7 separate regions of the Mus musculus genome follow, and all the other regions are linked to region 7. Evidence: chromatin contacts called from public HiChIP or PLAC-seq and promoter capture Hi-C data. All regions are on one chromosome and are shown on one strand. Each heading gives the region's core, a stretch centred on a gene start, on an enhancer-like site or on the middle of the called end of the contact. The rest is flanking DNA. Distances are from core to core; before and after follow the strand shown. Region 1 holds the start of Dgat1 (diacylglycerol O-acyltransferase 1). Region 2 holds the start of L3mbtl2 (L3MBTL2 polycomb repressive complex 1 subunit). Region 3 holds the start of Ppp1r16a (protein phosphatase 1, regulatory subunit 16A). Region 4 holds the start of Bop1 (block of proliferation 1). Region 5 holds the start of Maf1 (MAF1 homolog, negative regulator of RNA polymerase III). Region 6 holds the start of Tob2 (transducer of ERBB2, 2). Region 7 holds the start of Micall1 (microtubule associated monooxygenase, calponin and LIM domain containing -like 1).

Region 1 (2,709 bases), core at 91-2,590, 2.6 Mb after region 7:
ATTCTCTTGGATGGTGTGGATTCATCTCTGGCTTTAGTGGCAGCCTAGGCCTCAACCTTCCACTTTTAGTTTTTGGTTTCAAACTGGAAGCTGGTGTAGCCAACGTGCTAGCCCAGGAGAATGTGGAAGCCTCGTATTCACTTAACAGAGGAAGGAGCGGGAAAGGCATGGCAGAGCTCACACGACTTACCTTCACTTCAGGCTCCCAAAGAGACTTTTTCTTTCACTCTGCCTCCTTTTGGGGTCACTATTCACAAAGACCTAGCCCTTGCCTTGCCAAGGACCAGATGAAAGACTGGGCCAGCAACAAAGGAATGCTCGGAGACACTGACCAGGTTGGCTCTGATCCACAAAAGTCCAAGCCTGGGTTCGCTTTTCTCTGCATATGTACAAAGACACCACCGGCAGGGCAGCCCAGATTGCTCATCATGAGATGTGTCGTGAAGAAAGTGTGACCTGAGGGAAGGAGTCAGTGGATACTACAGAAGTGGAGGGAGCTTAATAGGAAGACTAGTAGCATCCTGTAGGAGAGGCTACCAACCTTGTCCTATAGAGGTGCTTCTTAGGCCTGCTATTCCCCAGAAGAGAAAGCCACTATTCTCCTTGGTCCTTTATAGTGTTTCTGAAGGAAATTAGGTGCTTCCTCAGGTCTAGAATGTATGCACGGCGGTGTCTAAATCAGGCACGTTGCTTGTCGGGCCCTCGACAGCACTGTGGGGCGGTAGAGGAAGAGGCCATGGTGACTGGTGAGTTGCTTCTTTTAACTAACTGGGCAGTTGCACACATTTGCTGTAATGCGAAGCTGGGTATTTCTCCAGTTTGATCCTTTGACAGGCTATGTGCTCCAAGGTACATTTAAACTGGTTCCTGCCTAGCAGCTAGGGATCTTTCGGAGAACGATGCTGCCAGAGCAGATAAGTCTGTCGGTTGTGCGCTCAAAAATGGATTTGGAACCGCAAGACGTCAGCGCAGTTTCATAAATGACCTACACTCAAACCGCTGCTGGGGATGACGAAAGGATGTTTTTACATAAGTGGGACAAGAGGCAAGCAAGAGGTCAGAGGAAGTGCGTAGCTGCCAGGGAGCCAGGAGCCGGGGCAGTTCTCCTCCCGCTTGCTCCTCGCAGTGAGACAGCACCTCGGACCTCTTCCACCGAAGTTCACAGCCAAGCTGCACACTAGTTGCTTCTGCCAGCCTGTGACTGCAATTCCCAGAGTGCTATACGTCACCAGCTCCCGGTGCCTTCAACTCCCAGGAGGCTCCGCGCTCTGCTCCCGCGACTCCCAGCGTGCTCCGCGTCTTCGATTAGGCTCCGCCTCCGCTCGGCCTCGGACTACAAATGGACTCTCCAGTTGACGCCACAGCCAGTCAGCTGCTCCGCAGCATCGCAGCCTCAGCGTCGCAGAGGTAGTCGTGCGCTGCGCCGGCTACGGAGGCCGGCAGGGGGCGGCGGCGGAGGCCGTTGCTCAGGGTCCAGAGGCGGGGCCGCGGGCTCCAAGCGCTGAGAGCCGGCGGAGCACGACTGGGCCGCGACGAGGTGCGGGCCGAAGCCATGGGCGACCGCGGAGGCGCGGGAAGCTCTCGGCGTCGGAGGACCGGCTCGCGGGTTTCCGTCCAGGGTGGTAGTGGGCCCAAGGTAGAAGAGGACGAGGTGCGAGACGCGGCTGTGAGCCCCGACTTGGGCGCCGGGGGTGACGCGCCGGCTCCGGCTCCGGCTCCAGCCCATACCCGGGACAAAGACGGGCGGACCAGCGTGGGCGACGGCTACTGGGATCTGAGGTAGCGGAGTGCCTGATCCCCTTACATCTGACCTCTCCAGTGACGCTCCTAGTTCTTAAAAGTTGGCCACAGCTTTGCGAGTTACGCGGCCGGGGCTCCCCTGGGGCTGTACTGGGACACGGGCTTTGGGGAGAGGGTCACTTGCCAAGGTCACCCAGGTGTGGTCGTGTAGCCGACCAGGGAGTCTGGGTAGAGGAGTGGGCAGCAGCCCCCTTTCCATATTGCTTAGGAAAGTAAGCACACCTTGAGGCAGAGTCCCTTGAGGTCCTTTCTGAGGAGTGGGTAGCAGGAAATGTGAGCCCCGGGGGGGTGGGGGGTGGAGATGAATGGGCTTTCTTCAGTGGAAGGAGGCTGATGTTTTCCAGGGAGGGTTATGATGAAGAGTTACCTTTGCAAAAACTACGAGGGGTGTCCTGTGGGTAGAGAAGGCTGCTAGAGGCTCCAGAGGACACACGCCTGTTTGAGGCGATGGGTATGGGCGTTTGCTCGGGGCAGAGGACAGTACAGGAAGCTTTCTAGTACTAACAGGCTGCATGGCTTATTCACCCCTCTTCCAGCAAGTAGGAGGGCCTGAAGGAAGCCCAGCTTATGTTACCAGAATGACTTCGGGCTATAGGGGCAGAGCTGACTACTAAGTGAGACTTTCATCCCGTGGTTGGAGTACCGGAGAGAGGTTTGGTATGAACACACCTATGGGAGAGGCCCTGCTTAGCTGAAGAAATGGAGACTGTCTCCTACAAAGCCGGCCCTGAGACTCTTTTTGGTGATCATCATGGGACCCTTTAGTAGCTCTGGGTTAGGAAGTACCTGAGGGGCTTGGAGGAAGTGGCTATCTAGGGTGGCAAAGTCTGGTTCTCTTTGTATCAACAATCTTTTTCTAGTGGGCACGGTGCCCCCCACGCCCCAGCTGCCCTAGGGTGTTCACAGTTC
Region 2 (2,700 bases), core at 84-2,583, 2.6 Mb before region 7:
CTCAAAAAATTTTTACTGGGCTAGAAGGCATTTGAAACTCTTTCTTCCCTCTTCTGTATATGTACATCCAAATGATCTCAACTCAGAAACAAATTTAAGACTGCCAGGCCCTCTTGCTGCTGCCTAGACCACTGCTCCTTGCAATGTATCCAATAAACCTGTTTTCTTCCTTAAAGGAAAACAGGGAAAAGAAAAAAAGACTGAGAAAATTGAGACCCAGGCTATCCCAAGGAGGCTTTGAGTCAGATGACTAATTGTATGGTGGTATGGACCACAGCCGTGAGTTGAGCTCTGATTGAAATCAGCTACTGATCCTGGGGCAAGTCACTTAAGGTCTGTGGGACAATTTTCTCATCCACGACAGCTGTTGGCTCACAGAATGTGAGGTAGCGATGAAATGCTACATAAAAACGTACCTAGCTTGTAATAGGAAAAAACGTGCCTAGCTTGTTGGGCAAGACAGAGGTAAAGAGAATGACGCTTTGGGCCAAGGTTCAAATACGATCTCTAGTGCTTCCTAGCTGTACGATGCACAGCGAGTCAAATGCACTGCCTCGGTTTCCACCAAATAAAGACAACACCACTATTTAATAATATTTTGGGAAGGGATGATAAACGTAAAACACTCAACAGTGCTCAATAAAGCTTAGCAATTATTACCGCTAGGAAACGGCAAGAGACTTCAAATGCAAGGTGCGGTGGGTCACCGGCTGCGGTACCACGGAAAAAGCGTAACGCAGTTTTGGAAACTGACGTACTTGGTGACAACCTCTTGCACTTTGCAGCTGTGTCGACCCAGAGGGCTGTTTTAATCCCTCCCTAAAGAAGATGGCTGTGAGCGTACGGGGAGACCAGCACGTGAACGCTCCCAGCGTGGAGTAGGAATCAACTCCGATCTTCCTCCCTTCACTTCCCGCGTGGAAGGGACAGGCCGCACGATCCTAAAGCTCAGAACCATGAAACCAAGACAAAGTTCAGAGCCCAGTTTCCCTGCCCCTGGCTAGGGAGGCGTTGCCATCCTTCCTTCGTCACCAGACCAAAAGGAACCTCGGGGGCCTCTGGCCGAGGCTAAGCTCCGTACCTCAGTTTACCAATCCTGCAACTGTCCACCACTAAGACATCGCTAAAACGGCGCGTCCGCCGAGCGAGGCGTTTGGGGCTCCCCTTCCCGCTTGGGCTGAGCCCTTTCCCTCTTACCTCAGTGCCCCGCGGTTTCTCCATGATACCAAATTCAATTCCCTCAACCGTCACCAGGTGCAGGAAGCCATATTGCCCTCGCCGCTCTCCGAGAGTGTGCTCATTGGCTGCTGCGCCCGAGCTGCGGGCCAATCATGCCGCAGGAAATAGGAAGCCGGTTCCGCGCTCGCCCGCGCCCCGCCTCCATTAAGGAGGGGCTGGGTAGCCGTGAGGATTAGGGGAGTTGTAGTTTTCTCCTGGGTGCACGAAAAGGGTCGTTGCCTTAGTAATGCGAAATCTCCTGAAGGGTACTTCTAGGGTTTTGTTGTTGTTTTTTCAGAGACAGGGTTTCTCTGTATAGTCCTGGCTGTCCTAGAACTCACTCTGTAGACCAGGCTGGCCTCGAACTCAGAAATCCGCCTGCCTCTGCCTCCCAAGTGCTGGGATTAAAGGCATGCGCCACCACGCCCGGCGGGTTTTTTTGTTTTTTGTTTTTGTCCTTTCTTAGTCAAATTTCAAACCATCTGAGCACAAGGGATTGGACGTGCCAGCCCCCCCCCCACACACACAAAAATTCGCACTCTCCCCAGGGGCCCCAGACAAAAATTCACACTCTCCCCAGGTAGGAAGTAAAGGTGCTCTTGGACAGGAATGCCTAGCAGAAATGCCTAATCCCTCTTTCAATTCAGACAGGAACAGGAATATTCTTAAACTCTATGTCCGTCTGCTCGCTGGGGCTTATGAGATGGTTTAGTAGGTGAAGGATCTTGTTCCATGAGCCTTTCTACCTGAGTTCAAATCTCTGAGCCACAACATAAACCTGGAAGTCAAAAAGCTACTCACAAAGTTGTCCTGACCTTTGTGTCACGCACATAAAACAAACACACAAGCTAAATAAATAAATGGGGAAAAAAAAGCCTTGGACTGGAGAAATGGTTCAGTGGTTACTGGCCACTTTTCCAGAGGTACCAGGTTTGATTCCCAGAACCCAGAACAACTCACAAAATTCTATAAACCCAGTTATAGTGGATCCTACTTTCTCTTCTGGCCTCTGATGACGCCAAGCACTAACATGGTCCATACATATGCATTCAGCAAAACCCCCATATCCACAAATAAATTATACGGATAGATGTTATAACCTTAAATCTAGGAGAGATGACTCAGCCTGTAAGTGAGTACAGCCAGAGCATGGAAAGCTGAGTTTTGCCCCCCAGTGCATGACAGAGCATGCCTGTGATCCCAGCACTAGGTAAGCAGACACAGAAGGATTCCCATGGCCTGCTGACCAGCCAGCAGCGATACAGTGGATAGCAAGAGATTGAAGAAGACACCTGAAGTCAACGCTTTTGCCAACTGGAGTATACATGTGGATTGAGTCCCCTATAGAACTACTCCTTCCCATCCTGGGTTCTCAGGAATTGTATGGCCTTACAAGCATCTAAAGTTCAGACAGGTCTGGATTAGTTTACTTATCCTACGTGAGGGCTCCCAGACCCACTCCCAGCTCCCTGCCTCTCTGCG
Region 3 (2,700 bases), core at 27-2,526, 2.4 Mb after region 7:
ATCCACAAAGATATCCTCTAACCACTTACACGTGGATCATGGCATGTACCCACCCCAAAACGATAAATAAATAAATAATACTTAAAAGAATTATTCCTTAAAAAAAAAAAAAAAGAGGCGGGGAATAGGAAGGCCTGAGCCAACAGGGAAGGAAGTCAAACCAGGCCTTAGGAGAGGAAAACCCTCCCCGCCTCCCGCCCCCCCCCCCCAAAAAAAACCTCCTTGGGCAAAAACTAGCAACAGAGGCAGACTAGCAGCCCTTGAGAGACCTGAAAGTCCCATCACCATGACAACATGAAGCCAGCGGGTTAGGGCAGGTCTCATTAGGCCTCCAGTCCCTCAACCCAACCGGCTCTCATGCTGAGCTAGTGGCAGCTTTGGTTTCCATGAAGTGAATCAGGTGGCCTTCTAAAGAGCCAGGGTGTTTAAAGCAAGACAAAGCCTCCAAAGAAAACCCCAATCCTATAAGGGAAGACCTAGGGAGCAAAGACACCCAAGAGGGCTCACTGAGGTCTGCCCTCTCGCCTCTACCTTCACCACCCAAGTAAGGATATGGAAGAAAAGTGGAGCAGTCAGGAGTCAGCTAACTTTGCTCTACCTCCCAAGCCAATACACACTTCTCTTCTGCACCCGTAATAATTAATCCTCCTTGTCTCTAGCCTCTAGCACTGGTTCCGTCAGGAACCCAAAGGAGCCCAAACAGTTTTCACAAGCTCATTTACATTCCTCTCCCAACCACAATCCAGGAGGCACAGCCTCCAGAAAAGGGGCACTTGAAGCCGTAAGAGGCTCTAGAGTGTGCTTTGACTGAACACCAAAGCCCACATGAAGCACAGGAAAGTCCCTTCGCGGTCCTAAGGTCAGAATGAAGACTGTCGATGGATTTGCCCGACCAACAGGTTGCAAGAACTTCCTTCACTGATAGGTTTCACAAAAACAAAAACAAAAACTAACAACAACAAAAACCCACCCTCCGCTGGCCGCCTCGCTGGCGCCCCTTCTGCAGGCCCCTCACGACCCGCTCCATTGCCGGGCCAGCACCGGGCCGCAGAAGAACCGGCGCTGGCTCACCCGCTATGCCCCGCCCAGCCGTGCTGGGCCTCCCCCGCGTCCCCAGATAGACCCGACCCTCACTCACAATCGCCGGCCTTCTCACCTGGAACCTCCCTGGCCGCTCCCTGAACCCGGCCCGGCCGACCCTGGAGCCCGGCGCTGCTCCAGGCGCCACGGGGGCGGGCCCCGCGCCCATCCTCGCCATGGCAACGCGACACTTCCGGCCCGAGGTGTCCCGAGCGGAAGCCGCGGTGCTGGGCGGGAAGGCTGGGCGGGAAGGCTGGGCTGAGTCGTTTTGCGAGGGCGGGGCCTAAGGAGCGTCCTCCAGGGACAGAGTCATCCACTGTAGATTGACAGGGGCGGGGTCAGCTCCGGTAGCTGATTGGTTGATACTGTGGAAGATTTTTTTTTTTTTTTTAATTCCCGTGCTCTATTCTGTGGTACTAACACCCTGATGTCCGGGGTAGGGCGGGAAGGGCAAATGTTCAGGTGTTCCCGGAAGGGTGATCTTTATTTATCCTATCCTTTGATTAAAGGGTAGGAGTCCCTCGTTGCTCGAAAGAGGATGGGCAGCAGTTTGGGTGATGGTTGGACCCTGGGACACTGTGATCAGGGAGAAGCAGTCCCGATGAGGAGCCTTGAATGTCAGTTCAAGGAGCCAGGCTTTAACTGGAACCAAGGAAGGACCAGTGGAAAGGGAGACCTCAGACTTGCAGGAGAGAATGTCTTCTTTAGTGAATAGGTCTGAGGCCATAGGGATATTTGACAGGTGAGACACAGGAACTCTCAGCTAGAGCTCTGAGGACGAAAAGCAGAGGGGCAGGAGGTGATAGGATTGGGGGTGGGGAGGGGAGACAGATGAGAGCTAAAAGAAGAATCTGAGATAAGATCACAACCCAGCCAGGGGCAGAACTGTCAGAGGAAGTGAAGTCCCACTGTGCTCATCCTCCTTGTGTGTCCCCATTCCCTCCTCCACTCATGACTGTACCTTCCTTGGCACCTGCCAGGGTCTCTGTCCTGTTGATGGTACAATGGGGAGGGGCTTCACAGGAAAAGGTGAATTCTCAAAAGCTTTTAGTGCTCATGAAGGTCTTGGATTGTTGGCTCTGACACCAACCTCTGCCATCAGCGCTCTAATCAGACCCTCAATGCAAAGCTGCCCATTGTAGTAGCCAGGAGAACTTAGAACATAGATGGTGACTGAGCCCAAGAATAGAGCCACCAATTAGATGGCCATGCCTATATGGGCACCTACAACATACTCATGGGAAGATCACTTAAGTCTCTGTATCCTCCTCTTGTTCCTGAGGACAGACTCTATTCCCTTTTTGGTCCAGAAGGTCTGTCAATCTGTATCCCCACCCCCATCAAGTCCTGAGCAGACTCCCCACCTAAGGCTTGACTTTTTTGTTTGTTATTGTTTTTTCTTTTTTCTTTTTTTTTTTTTTTTTGTTTGTTTTTTTGAGACAGGGCTTCTCTGTATAGCCCTGGCTGTCCTGGAACTCACTTTGTAGACCAGGCTGGCCTCAAACTTAGAAATCCGCCTGCCTCTGCCTCCCTAGTGCTGGGATTAAAGGCGTGCGCCACCACTGCCCGGCAGGCTTGACTTCTTTTGGCTGCTTTGTCTTAACCCCTGGGAATTCCCCA
Region 4 (2,886 bases), core at 147-2,646, 2.6 Mb after region 7:
AATCACAAAGACCGTCTCGTGAAAAGTGAAGTTCCGTGCTTTCTAGTCTTCTCTTTATTCCCAAAACACCCTTTAGGCAGAGCAGAGTTTAAACAAACAGGCAACTGAGAGCCAGAAGCCTTGGCCTCCATCTGCCACCCAGGCCTTTTCTCCATTCTTGCCAGCTTAAGAAACTTGTGCGAGGGGGCAGTGCTCCGCAGAGACCGAGAGACCCGCCAGATTTGGCTTGCAGAAGGTCAAGGTGGTGGCACCTAGCCGCCTCCATCCCTCCAAAGGTTCCCATTGAATCAGGGTGGCCTGTCTTCAGGCCACCACCATCGGCTAGCTCTGCGCGCTCTGGCCCTCAGAATCCACATGTGAACAGCAGATTCTACTTTCCAACTTAACACAAACACGGAACGACCTCTGCAAGCCAGCCAGAGATGCAGGGCCAGCAGGGTGTGCGGTGTACACAGTCCGCTGCCAGGCAACAGAACAGGGTTCGACACGGCCCTTGGAGGGCCGGGCAAAACTGCTCTGGCGTCTGGAGACTATCGGGGCTGAGCTTAGGCTCCACATCCTCCTATTCTCGCTCTTCTCTCATGCATTCCTTAGGCCTTCCACTTATTCTGAATGATTGCCTAAAAAGCAGAAACGCAGACGGACTCTGGGAACTATTTCTCTGTGAGCAAAGACCCTGTACTGGAAGCCCCGTCCTTATTGTCCGGGTGAAATGTAGGATGATTTGGGGTCTCGGCCTACTCTCCGTGAGTGGCTCTGGGGGCGGGGCGCACTTCCTCCCCAGACAGCGGCGTCCTCCCTCTAGGATGCCAGGATGGCTGAACCCGGGCGAGCCCGACTAACTCGCAGGCCGCTTTCTCCGAAGCAGGTCCCCTCCCGCCACAGGACCCTCCCTCGAAGGCCGCTCCGGCCCATGCCAGCTCCTACCGGGCTCCAGCAGATGAGCGCGTCTGTGTCCGGGTCGCTCACGAGGGTCCACAGCTTGGTTAGGAAGGCCGGGACGTTGCTGGGCCCCGCTGCACCGGGGCCCACGGCCAGATCCATCTCGGACGAAAGCAGGCAGAGGCTGGGGTGGCCTTTTAGAAGAGTGGCTGAAGGCTGAGCTAGTGTCGTCGCTGCCCCTGCCGTCCGGGCCGCTCCGCCGCCCGCTGCGCACACACAGCAAGGCCTCGCATGGCCGCAGCCATCTTGCGACCGGCGCGCTCTCGCTAGGGCCAGACCTGTAGCCTCTGTGCGCAGGCGCCGTGATCTCCCCTGCCTACTTTGCCGGCCCAGCCCTTGCGCCGCACCCTACGCCTGCGCAAGATGGCTTCACCCGGGCTGCTCACCAATCAGAGCCTGGTAGGGCGGAGCCTGGCTGGGGGCACACGAGGCGCTCCCGCTGCCGGAAGCGGCAGTAGATCGGTAGCCGGCGCGGCGCAGCATGGCGGGGGCGTGTGGTAAGCCCCACATGTCACCGGCATCGCTGCCGGGGAAACGACGTTTGGAACCTGATCAGGAGCTGCAGATACAAGAGGTAACTTCCAAGTAGCGGACAGCATCCCTCTGGGAACCATGCAGGCACTTGGCAAGACCAGGGAGGCCGGGCCGTGGCGCAGCGTGTAGTGTCGTGTGGGTCGCCTAGAGCCTGATCGTCCAGTCTGGGCTGTTATTTTGGAACTCTCAGCAGAACATTACTTGCGCCGAGGGGCGCTGGAACCCGGGGGATAGTTCTGTGGCTTGAACCGTGTTAAGGGAGAGACCTTTAAGAGTCCCCTCACCATAGTCTCTGGACCTTCCATCTGTGCTTCCTGTCCTGGGAAAGGTTGTAATTGCGCTCGTGCTGTGCTACCAAGCCAGCATGTCAGGTGTGTTGTGAATCAAAAGAGGACTTGAGATTATGGAAGTCTGATTGGAACCCAGGGCATCCAGAACTGGTTGTCATGGAACCATTGCTAGTCCATGTTGCTAAGCTCAGTAGGCTTGCTACATTCATCAAATGTAGGTGGTAGAAGGCATGCACAGCTGACTCCACTGAATTGGATCCTCAAAGTTCTCAACTTTCCTAATGCTGTGGCCCTTTTAATACGGTTCCTCGTGTTGCGGTGATTTCCCAACTACAAAATCATTTTCGCTGCTACTTCATAACTGTAATTTTGCCGGGTGGTGGTGGCACACGCCTTTAATCCCAGCACTTGGGAGGCAGAGGCAGGTGGATTTCTGAGTTCGAGGCCAGTCTGGTCTACAAAGTGAGTGCCAGGACAGCCAGGGCTACACAGAGAAACCCTGTCTCGAAAAAACCAAAAAGAAAACATAACTGTAATTTTGCTACTGTTATGAATCGTAATTATTTGATATGCAGGATAGTCTATGAAAGGGTTGCTCGCCCCAGAGGGATTGTGACCCACTGGTTGAGAACCACTACGTAAGTTGTCCCTTTGTTTTATGAAACGCCCCTAAGCTTTTCCCTCTGTGTAGTTCTAGGCAGTAAGCCTTTAATAGTCAGTTGTTTATGCCCTAACTGCGTGCAGTACTTTTACTTGTTAGTATGACAAGTAGCGTAGTTTTAGAGATGTCAATAATAAGAGAATGTCAGTGTGACATCTATGGAAACTCAGGTGATCACTGTGATGATTGGCAGCGAAGGCCACTCAGGTAGACAAGAACTAGCCAGCGGCATTGGCACCCATCTTTAATCCCAGCACTCAGAAGACAGAGACAGATGACCTCCGTTAGTTCGAGGTCAGCTTGGTCTACAGTGTGAGTACTAGGTGCAGTCACATGCTTCCTCCAGTGTTCAAGTACTTGTTCAACTTTTGGAGGTCAGTGATAGAAAACTGTTCACAATGCTTGAATGTCTTATTGTGTTCGTTGTAAAGTGGCCTCTAGGGCTGTACTCACAGGATT
Region 5 (2,797 bases), core at 221-2,720, 2.8 Mb after region 7:
GAGGCCTGAAGTTTGGGGTGGGGACAGTGCCTCCAACACATGGGGCTGGCCCTCCTGGCAGAACTGCTTGAACATATGTTTATCATCTCCCGCCATCTTACACGAGTAGCTTTCAATCCTAAAGAACGCAGGCAGAGTCATGAAGCATGCTAACCCCGAGGCCCACGATAGTGATCTCTGACAGATTGATCCCCAGAGCCTCCAGCCTCACCTGCCAATAATATGGGCATCTCCAGTCTCCACTGTCAACTGTGAGTTGATGGCCTCAAAGCTGGAGTTCTCCAATAGCTTCATGTCCTTTGGGAAGGGAGATTCTTGTGCCAGTGGGATTAGGGCAGCACTACCTGGGAATGTGGGAAGCCAGCATGGCTACCTAGCTCCAAAGGGCTCCACTTTCAGCCTTTCCACCCACTAGCAGAGTACTGTTTGCAGCTCGAGCTAACCTTGAGTCCACCATGGAGCTCATCTTCCTCACCTTACCTGCCCCTGAGAACTCAGCACTGGCTGACAGGGAGATGATCCTATGCATGAGCATGGCATGTCCAGGTTCTACCTCAATCTCAAGTACTATATACTGGGGCTGGCTGGGGGCCCCACCCACTCTCGACATTCCTACTCCATTGACATTCTGCAGGCATCCTCAGACTGTTGTAAGGTCCTCAATAAGAACCTGCTATCCGGTTCGGAACGGGGCATCTGGGGTTTCAAGCCTTGAGGGTCACCTGTATGGGTGCTCCTCCCGGGTTCTATGGGTTGCTTCACTGCTTCCTGTCAAGAGGAGGAAACCCATGAATTCTTCAATTCTATTTGCAAGTATGCCTAATTCGTACTTCGTACGTCGAAGTGTGTAGGATGGGCAGACACACCACCTCTGCTGGCGCAGGCCAGTGGTCTCCTGGCATTGCTGCCCTGCAAGCCTAGAGGTACCAGCAGATTCGTAGCGGGAAACTACAAGCCCCAGGAGGCAGTGCACCAAGAGAGGCGCTCCAGCCCCAAGCAGCATAAGAACTACAAGTCCCATGAGGCACTGCAGCAGCGCGAGGCCCGCCGGGGACTGTGGTTCCCGCAAGCCCGGACCGCTTGGCGCACAAGGCGGACACCCACCTGCCAGAATTGGGCTAGATCAAGCCAGGGTAGACGGGTTGTTTAGTGTCGGTGCCGAGGTGACGGCGGCGCGGGCTTTGCGCAGCGCGGGTTCCTCAGGACTGGAGGGCGGCGCCGCGGCCTCCACTCGGGCCGCACTGTATCCGGGGGAAGAAGCTTCGCGGCGACGTCCCGTTACTCCAGGCCCTGCCGGCCCATACGGGCTGCAGCCGCGACATAGCCTCGCCCCCCTGCAACGCCCGCTTTCGCGACCAACCTGCCGCGGACCGCCGAGATCGTACCAGCCAGAGAACGAAACAGCGACCTCCGCCTCCCCCGACCCGACAACAACAAGCGTCCGACGGGCCCAACCCCACTCCTCTGAATGGTCCACTTTAACCACAGGGCCAGACCACGAGAAACCTTATTGGTGGACTCCTCCGCCACTCGGCTTCACCTTCCACTTCTACTGGCTGCATAGCTTGTCTGTCTCGCACTCGCTAACGAACCCGCCTCCCCTCTTGGTGTTGATTGGTTAGAACCATGCCCGCCCCGCCCCCAGGAGCCAACCCTCTTCCTAGAGTGGTCCACGGTTACGAAGAGCCTCTGCTGTGCTTATGTGTGTTTGTGTGCATTGGTGCCTGGTTCCTTCCGGGAACTGGTATTGTCTTGTGTAGGGCAGCAGCTGTCGTTCGTTCGAACCTTTAAGAAAAGTTCATCCTTGCCTTCTTTTTGTGACCGGTGACCGGTCTGTGACACTGTCTCGGGTCCTGCTGAAAGGTGACTAGCTTGGCCGGACCGTGCCTGGAGATCTGGGACCATTCCTATCGCTTAGCGAGCCATCAGGCTCTGGTAGTGCGCAGCATCGGGTCCTTCTTGTTCTCCAAGCTCTGGGGCATCCGGAACCGAGGCTCACAGTCCGAGTTTCTGGCCGGCGGAAGTACTCGACAGTTCTCTATCACGGAAGCACTCTCGGAGAGTCAGGACTCCGCCGGATCAGAAATGTCGCCGCCCGCCGGCGGTGCGGCAGTGGCTGCAGACCCTGCCTCACCTGTGGTGCTCCTGGCAGTGCACGCGGCGGTCAGGCCCCTGGGCGCTGGACAGGATGCCGAAGCGCAGCCGCGGAAGCTGCAATTGATAGCGGACCCTGAGCGGCCTGGACGCTTCCGGCTAGGACTGTTAGGCACCGAGCCTGGGGCGGTGAGTGTGGGCCCGATTCTGGAATCAACTTTCTTTCGATTACCTTGACGACAGTCCTTAAGCAGTTATTTTTCTTGATTGCCTGTAAAAGTGGGAATAATGCTGATACCTAATTTACAAATCTTGTGAGGAATTGGTAAGATAACAGGCGAGAAAAGTTCAGAGCCGTAAAGATTACCTCGTTCCTTTTCCTTTCACATTCGTGTGGGTAACGAAGAGGAACCACCGACCGAGTACTCTTCCCTGTTCAGGTCAGTTTAGAATGGCCCTTGGAGGCTATTTGTTACACCGTCCGTGGGCCTAACCAACACGAGCTGCAGCCTCCCCCTGGAGGTCCTGGAACCTTCAGCGTGCACTTCCTCGACCCCGAGGAAGCACAGCAGTGGGCAGCACTGGTGCGAGATGCCACCGCAGAAGGACAAAATGGTCAGTGTTGTGAAATAAATGCTTATTTGAATATGTCCGGGCCACCTGGTCGAGGTTGGGGGTAGTGATGGAAAAGCTGGGCACCTAG
Region 6 (2,805 bases), core at 211-2,710, 2.7 Mb before region 7:
TCTCTATACCTCCGTTGATCTCTGCTCTTGCCTACGTGATCAAGGAAAATAAAACGCACACAGTTCGTAACTGGAAACTTTCCGATCTCACCGCCCCACGTGGGTTCGGAGACTGCCGTTGCACCGGAACCTTCAGGAACGTGAATAAAGAATAGGGGTTGGCCAGGCGTGGTGGTGCACGCCTTTAATCCCAGCACTCGGGAGACAGAGGCAGGCTGATTTCTGAGTTCGAGGCCAGCCTGGTCTACAAAGTGAGTTCCACGACAGTCAGAGCTATACAGAGAAACCCTGTCTCGAACCCCCCCCCCCAAGAAAAAAAAAAAAGAAGAAGAGGAGGGGTTGTTGAATTGGAAAATAGGCGAACTAAGGCGGGGGCTAGGGGAACTGTACACAAGGCCAGCGGTCCTCCAGCCTAGTCTGATAGTCCAGTTCTCCTAGGGTTTCAACCCGCCACAGATCCTAGACCCCCTCATCGCTGAGCCTGCACTGTCACAAAGCCACAGAGTAGAAAAAGCGTGACCAAAATCCGGGCCCGGGTGCGCCTCGCTTCGCCGCCGCCGGGTGCTGTCGGGCTTAATGAACACCCTGCTCACCTTGCCAGGGCTGGCGCTTCTTCTGCGACTATTGCTAGAAGGAGCGCGGCTCTCATGCTCTCCTGTGCGTGGGTAACCTGCTCCAGAGAGCTCGAGGACCTCAGCAGAGGGGCGGCGGTCGCGCGTGGCCAGCCCTATTATGGTGTTTGGGACCCAACTTTCCGGGCTGGGAGTGCATGACTAACCGGTGCTCCGCTCTTTTTTCTAACCCTCGATCTTCTTGCACCCTTCCCTTCCCTTCGATCTTCCACGTCCCCACCAGGAGGGCGACACTGGTAAACTCAGGTTAGCCTACACTCAGATCCAGAACCTTCCTGGAGGTGGCATCGTGCCACTGTCTCCCCAAATTCAGAATGAACAAATCGGAACCGGGGAGTTCAAGTCACGGGGACCGTCAGAACTGAAGAGTCATGCCGTCTAGGTCTTAGGGAACTTTGAGAGCTGGGGCTAGGGTTTGGAGTTCTCAGGGCCCCGGTGATGCCAGCAACAGCCACTGTGTCCCAGGCTACTTCCTAATGGCCTGTTGTGTTCCAGGTCTGTCCCTACCCTCCCCGGGGTTGGTCTACACCGGTTTAAAAAAAAAAGAAAAAAACGTACATGGCGAGCTCAGACTGCTTTGGAGTCTTAAGAGAAGAAATCCGGCGCTAAGGCGCTCAGAAGGATTCCGAGGGTGAGCAGCCCCGCTGAGGACGTGGCAGGGAGGGGTCTAGAGGAGACAAGGTGAGAAGATCGCTATTACACTTCCCGCAGAACCTGGAATCCCAACCTACGACTGGGCTGCGAGGGGTTAAAGATGCCAAGGGAGGAAAAGTAGTCCCGGCCCCGCCCCGGCTGGGCGGAGGGACGCATCACGCAGGGGTGGGGAAAGCAGATTCATGCGCAGGGTTGCTGAGGGTGAAACTTTTCATTGACTTTGCTCACTTCGGGCCCAGGCGCGGGAAGGTGCAGGTCGTTGAGACTGAGTGTCGTGGGAACCGAGAGGCCAGAAGGACAGGACCTGCCAGACGAGTACATCCAGGGCTGGCCTCCATCCACCGCGTGACGGGTGCCATCCTCGGGTCCGCCATCCCCGCGCCGTCGCCGCCGAGCTCGACCTCCAAAAACAGCGGAAAGAATCACATGAGCTCGGTCCTCGTCCCTCTCTACCCTCAAACGACGTAAAAGGACACCGTGGCCCTCAGCCTCGCGGTGCCCGGGAAGCTGGGAGAGAGACCTCCGTCCCGCGGCCTGCAGAGCGGACCCTTCGTGGAGACCCGAGTGAGTGCGCGGGCTTGCGGGCGGGGGACGCCCACACTGGTCCACTCCCCTGCTGCCCCTCTCCGGATCCGCCCCTGTTTCGCTCTCCATCACTCTCTTTGATCCTGGGGTACCTAGTTTCGAGTGCGGCCCTCTCCTAAGCGGAGAGCGTTTCCTCCTTGACCTCCTTCCCCATTTATTCACGCCTCACTCGTTATGTTTTCCTTGCCCCCCCCCCCCAGAAACCAAACTCTGGCCAGAGTTAAATAAATTATGGGAAGGGAGGGGATTCTATCTTTATTTTTCGGCTGCTTTTCACGTGTGCGGGGTGGTGATTATTAACACAGTCTGTTTCTGTCCCTTTGGAACCTGTGAGATGGGAAATTTGGACATCCCCTTCTTGGTGACAGGGCCGGTTAGTGGAGAGTGCCCTTGGGTTGCCGAGCAAGAACTCATTGCAGGTTGAGCTCTTTATATACTTGTGTAGGCGGAAAAAAAAGTACCCAAAGAGCCTGTCGGATAGTGTATTAATTGTGTCTGATCTCTTCTATTCCTAAACTTCCCCTTCTGTCTGAGGGGGATGTACTCCGCCCTTGACCAAAAATCTAAGGAGGGAAAAGGGAAAAGCCATCCCCTCCCCTGGGAGCAACCAGAACTTCACACAGCAGGCTTTGGGATCAGCAGACAGGGTTTCCGGTGCCAGTTCGGTGTCTAACCTACCCCCCCCCCCCCCATCCACCCTAACCTATCCACCCTGGCCTGGGAGTGGGTTTGGTTTCTCTTTGATTTCTTAACAACAATAAAAATCCTGTTGCTTGCCTGAGCGCCTACCCCCAATGCCTCACTTAAGCACTGGGGAAAACAGCTGGTGTGGGAGGCAGGATTAGGGAGGTTTAACACCCTGCCGGGGAGGGTTGCTGAGGATCTGGTAAGTCTGGTCCTAGGGTAGGCCTTGTAATGGGGAGGAGACTCAGAC
Region 7 (2,771 bases), core at 217-2,716:
GGGTCTGATTATATTTTCCGGGGAGACCCTTCTGAGAAGCTCAGGTAGGAGGGATCCACATTCCAGCCGGAAGCTTCAGATTGGCAGTTGTCAGCTGCACTAGAGACCTCCCCTGCCTGGCTCCTAATTTCTGCTCCATCTTTGTTCCCCACTGTAACCAGCAGAGCCGCGGGACCATACACCTAGACAGATTCCTATCGAGGTGGTTTGGGGAAGTAGTGTACCCGCAGTCACCTGACAGCCATTTAGCTAGGAACCCTGTGCCAGAAACGGGGTTAGTGCCCTACAGAGTATCTGCCCAAAGTGCCTTACAAAAGCTTTCTCCTCCATCCCTCTAGGTTCTTTGCGCCTTAAATGTAAATGGCAAACTAGCTGAAGAGAGAATTAAAACTAATGACCTACATTCCCACGGAAGTCCCACAAAATATGGGACTTGCTGTGCCGGATGATAGCCGCTTATCTATAGAAAGGAATGGGGTTTGTCTTCTAGGGGAGGGAAGGATGGGGAAGTGAGTAAAGCCGAAGCCCGGCAGCTTCTCCCAGGTAGGAAGTGATCTGGGGCCGCATTCTTTCTGAAGACCCTTTCCGGTAGGTGCCCTTACAAAGATGTAAATTTCTATTAGAAAGAAGTCAGCCTCCCAGAGCACCCGGGGACCAGCTCGAACTTAAAGGAAGCCTAACTGGGGGAGTGGCATATTCTCATCTCCTACAGTCAAGTTTGGGGTTACTATGCTCTGACGCCAATGGAGGAAGCGAGGCTCAGTATTTCTGCTGGAGCCTAGAGTAACGACGTCCCGAAGGACGGGTCAGAGTTCCCTCTTAGAGGTCAGAGCCTGACACCAGTGGCCCGAGGTGGGGGAGGGGGTGCACGGTCTTGGGGTCTCGGGTGGCCCTGCTCCGCGTTCAGAAGCGGCGGGTGTGAGGTCCCGGACCTCTCAGGGCGGCGCGTGCCACCGCGTCATTGAGGGGAGCGGCGGTCCCCAGCCCCGCGTGCTCGCTCGCGCACCCCGGGCACTCACAGCAGGTCGGGCCGGTGCCGGTGCAGGATGGCGCAGAAAGCCAGGCCGTCCCGGAAGGAGCTGCTCAGGTCGCGGATGTCCACGCCGCGGTAGCCCTCGCACTGGCGGCGACACCAGGCCAGGAGAGCGCCCCGCGGCCCCGCCATGGCAGGCCCGGCTCGGAGACGGCCCGGACTGGGGCTCGGACTTGGGCTCCGGTTCGTGTGGCTCCGACTCGGGGTCAGGTGGCACTGGGCTGCCGCTTGCGCTCCGGCAGGGCCAGTTTCCGGCTGTGTCTGCGGCGCGGCTCGGAGGTCGGGGCGCCACCGGCGGCCGGGGCGGGGCCTCGGTGTCTTCGCTCCGCTCTGGCGCGGCTAGGGCTGCGGACTCGGCTCCCGACCCCGCCCGGCCAGCCTGCCCCGACCTGCCCGCGAAGCCTCCGCCCCGCGTGGCCCGGCCCGGGCGGCCGCCGCTTACTCACCGCGGCCCGCTGTCCTCATTGTGGGCCGGCCGCGGGCGCCCACCGCCTCCGTCCCCGCCCCTGCCCGCCCGCGTCGCGGGGGAGCGCGAGGAGGATGGGGCCCCACCCTGCGGCCCCGCCCCCGCCGTCGAGCCCCTTCCCCGGAAGGGCGGACGCCCCACATAGCCCCTCTCCTCCAGATCGAGTCAACCCTTCCCTTGGGGAGCCCCTCCTGGAAGAAGGGACAACTCCTCGCTGGCTAGCCCCTCCCCAACGCCACCCCGCAGTCTCCCCAGGCCCTCCTACCCCAAGAGGTGGGACACTCTGGCTTTGCTGCTAGCCTGCCTCAAGCTCACCCTTAGGAACCTTCAGATTCTCCTCACTGACTTCTCTGAACCACACCCACGACTGGTCTGAAAGTCGAGGCACTTTCCCCACAGATCCCAGACCTCCAGATGGCCACCAGCTTTCTTCCATACCCCACCGCGCTACAACACTTCGAACGCCCGCCCCTCCCCCCACGGCCTGCCTAGGGGATCCAAACACCTTTACTACCACCAGGCCAGAGAGCTATGTAGTATGACAGGCTGGGGACCCCACAACCAAGTTGGTCCTTTCTGGTTCCCTCTCTCCGTGTAAACTAGGGGATCATAGATCCTTCCGGGGCTCTGTCTCTTCAACTTTTAGAATGGCTGGGCTCTTGCTGAAAGGACCTAGAAACCGACACAGAGGAAAACCTCTGCTTCCAACGCCTGGTTTGATAGTTTCTTCAAGACCCCACCAGGAGACCCCTCCCCCAGAGGCGCCTCCTAAATAAACCCAGGCTGATGAATCAGCCCCGCAGAGATGGTGACATCACTCTGACCTATGTGTAGCTTGTAGGAATGAGTCTGCTGCTCCCTTCTGAGGGAATGAACAGGGTTTTAGTCATCTGAAACAGGATTTTGGAGTTCTGTTAACCCAGGCTCAAATCCTGGTTCCCTCCCTCCCCAGCAACGTGATCTTGTGTCACCTTGAATTATAGTTTCATATCTTGAAAATGAAGATAGAGCCTTGTAGTTTATGCCCGAGAGGTGCTTGCCAGCCTGGGCTACAAGAGACTTGTTTCAAAACTTAAAAACTGGGCAGAAGCTGGGCATTGGTGGTGCATGCCTGTAAGCCCAGCACTCGGAGGCAGAGGCAGGTGGATTTCTGAGTTCGAGGCCAACCTGGTCTACAGAGTGAGTTCCAGGACAGCCAGGGCTACACAGAGAAACCCTGTCTTGAAACCGCCCCCCCCCCAAAAAAAAAAACTGGGCAGAATGGCTCAAGTG

Evidence for each region. Promoter capture Hi-C pulls out the DNA fragments that hold promoters and counts their contacts. HiChIP or PLAC-seq counts read pairs in DNA pulled down with a chosen protein or histone mark. Capture Hi-C pulls out chosen DNA fragments and counts their contacts.
Region 1: a promoter capture Hi-C map of liver shows a contact between it and region 7, with 4 times the contacts expected there. The contact joins the promoter of Dgat1 here to the promoter of Micall1 in region 7. A contact is called at or near these places in 3 of 39 promoter capture datasets (hippocampal neurons, liver and pre-B cells) and 1 of 9 other capture datasets (liver).
Region 2: a promoter capture Hi-C map of liver shows a contact between it and region 7, with 3 times the contacts expected there. The contact joins the promoter of L3mbtl2 here to the promoter of Micall1 in region 7. A contact is called at or near these places in 1 of 39 promoter capture datasets (embryonic stem cells) and 1 of 9 other capture datasets (liver).
Region 3: a promoter capture Hi-C map of liver shows a contact between it and region 7, with 6 times the contacts expected there. The contact joins the promoter of Ppp1r16a here to the promoter of Micall1 in region 7. A contact is called at or near these places in 2 of 39 promoter capture datasets (hippocampal neurons and liver).
Region 4: a contact with region 7 is called in a promoter capture Hi-C map of pre-B cells, with 3 times the contacts expected there. The contact joins the promoter of Bop1 here to the promoter of Micall1 in region 7. A contact is called at or near these places in 3 of 39 promoter capture datasets (liver and pre-B cells).
Region 5: a contact with region 7 is called in a promoter capture Hi-C map of adipose tissue, with 4 times the contacts expected there. The contact joins the promoter of Maf1 here to the promoter of Micall1 in region 7. A contact is called at or near these places in 2 of 9 other capture datasets (adipose tissue and liver).
Region 6: an H3K27ac HiChIP or PLAC-seq map of double positive thymocytes shows a contact between it and region 7, with 5 times the contacts expected there. The contact joins the promoter of Tob2 here to the promoter of Micall1 in region 7. A contact is called at or near these places in 1 of 39 promoter capture datasets (hippocampal neurons) and 1 of 115 datasets of contacts at active chromatin or transcription factors (double positive thymocytes).

The regions. Positions count from the first base shown.
Region 1 is chr15:76,510,625-76,513,333 of GRCm38.p6, reverse strand. It overlaps Dgat1 (diacylglycerol O-acyltransferase 1), which reads left to right and starts at 1,340. Exons shown (of 17, transcript NM_010046.3): 1 at 1,340-1,779. The coding sequence starts at 1,553.
Region 2 is chr15:81,662,522-81,665,221 of GRCm38.p6, reverse strand. It overlaps L3mbtl2 (L3MBTL2 polycomb repressive complex 1 subunit), which reads right to left and starts at 1,333. Exons shown (of 17, transcript NM_145993.5): 1 at 1,198-1,333. The coding sequence starts at 1,221.
Region 3 is chr15:76,670,219-76,672,918 of GRCm38.p6, reverse strand. Ppp1r16a (protein phosphatase 1, regulatory subunit 16A) reads right to left here and starts at 1,276. Exons shown (of 12, transcript NM_001358933.1): 1 at 1,157-1,276. It also overlaps a transcript of Foxh1 not described here.
Region 4 is chr15:76,475,759-76,478,644 of GRCm38.p6, reverse strand. It overlaps Bop1 (block of proliferation 1), which reads left to right and starts at 1,396. Exons shown (of 16, transcript NM_013481.2): 1 at 1,396-1,516. The coding sequence starts at 1,424. Hsf1 (heat shock factor 1) reads right to left here and starts at 1,283. Exons shown (of 13, transcript NM_001331154.1): 1 at 928-1,283. The coding sequence starts at 1,044.
Region 5 is chr15:76,349,967-76,352,763 of GRCm38.p6, reverse strand. It overlaps Maf1 (MAF1 homolog, negative regulator of RNA polymerase III), which reads right to left and starts at 1,470. Exons shown (of 8, transcript NM_026859.3): 1 at 1,105-1,470; 2 at 212-344; 3 at 1-118. The coding sequence starts at 294. Sharpin (SHANK-associated RH domain interacting protein) reads left to right here and starts at 1,654. Exons shown (of 9, transcript NM_025340.2): 1 at 1,654-2,283; 2 at 2,535-2,709. The coding sequence starts at 2,086.
Region 6 is chr15:81,856,981-81,859,785 of GRCm38.p6, reverse strand. Tob2 (transducer of ERBB2, 2) reads left to right here and starts at 1,460. Exons shown (of 2, transcript NM_020507.3): 1 at 1,460-1,850.
Region 7 is chr15:79,107,678-79,110,448 of GRCm38.p6, reverse strand. It overlaps Micall1 (microtubule associated monooxygenase, calponin and LIM domain containing -like 1), which reads right to left and starts at 1,466. Exons shown (of 16, transcript NM_177461.1): 1 at 1,020-1,466. The coding sequence starts at 1,165.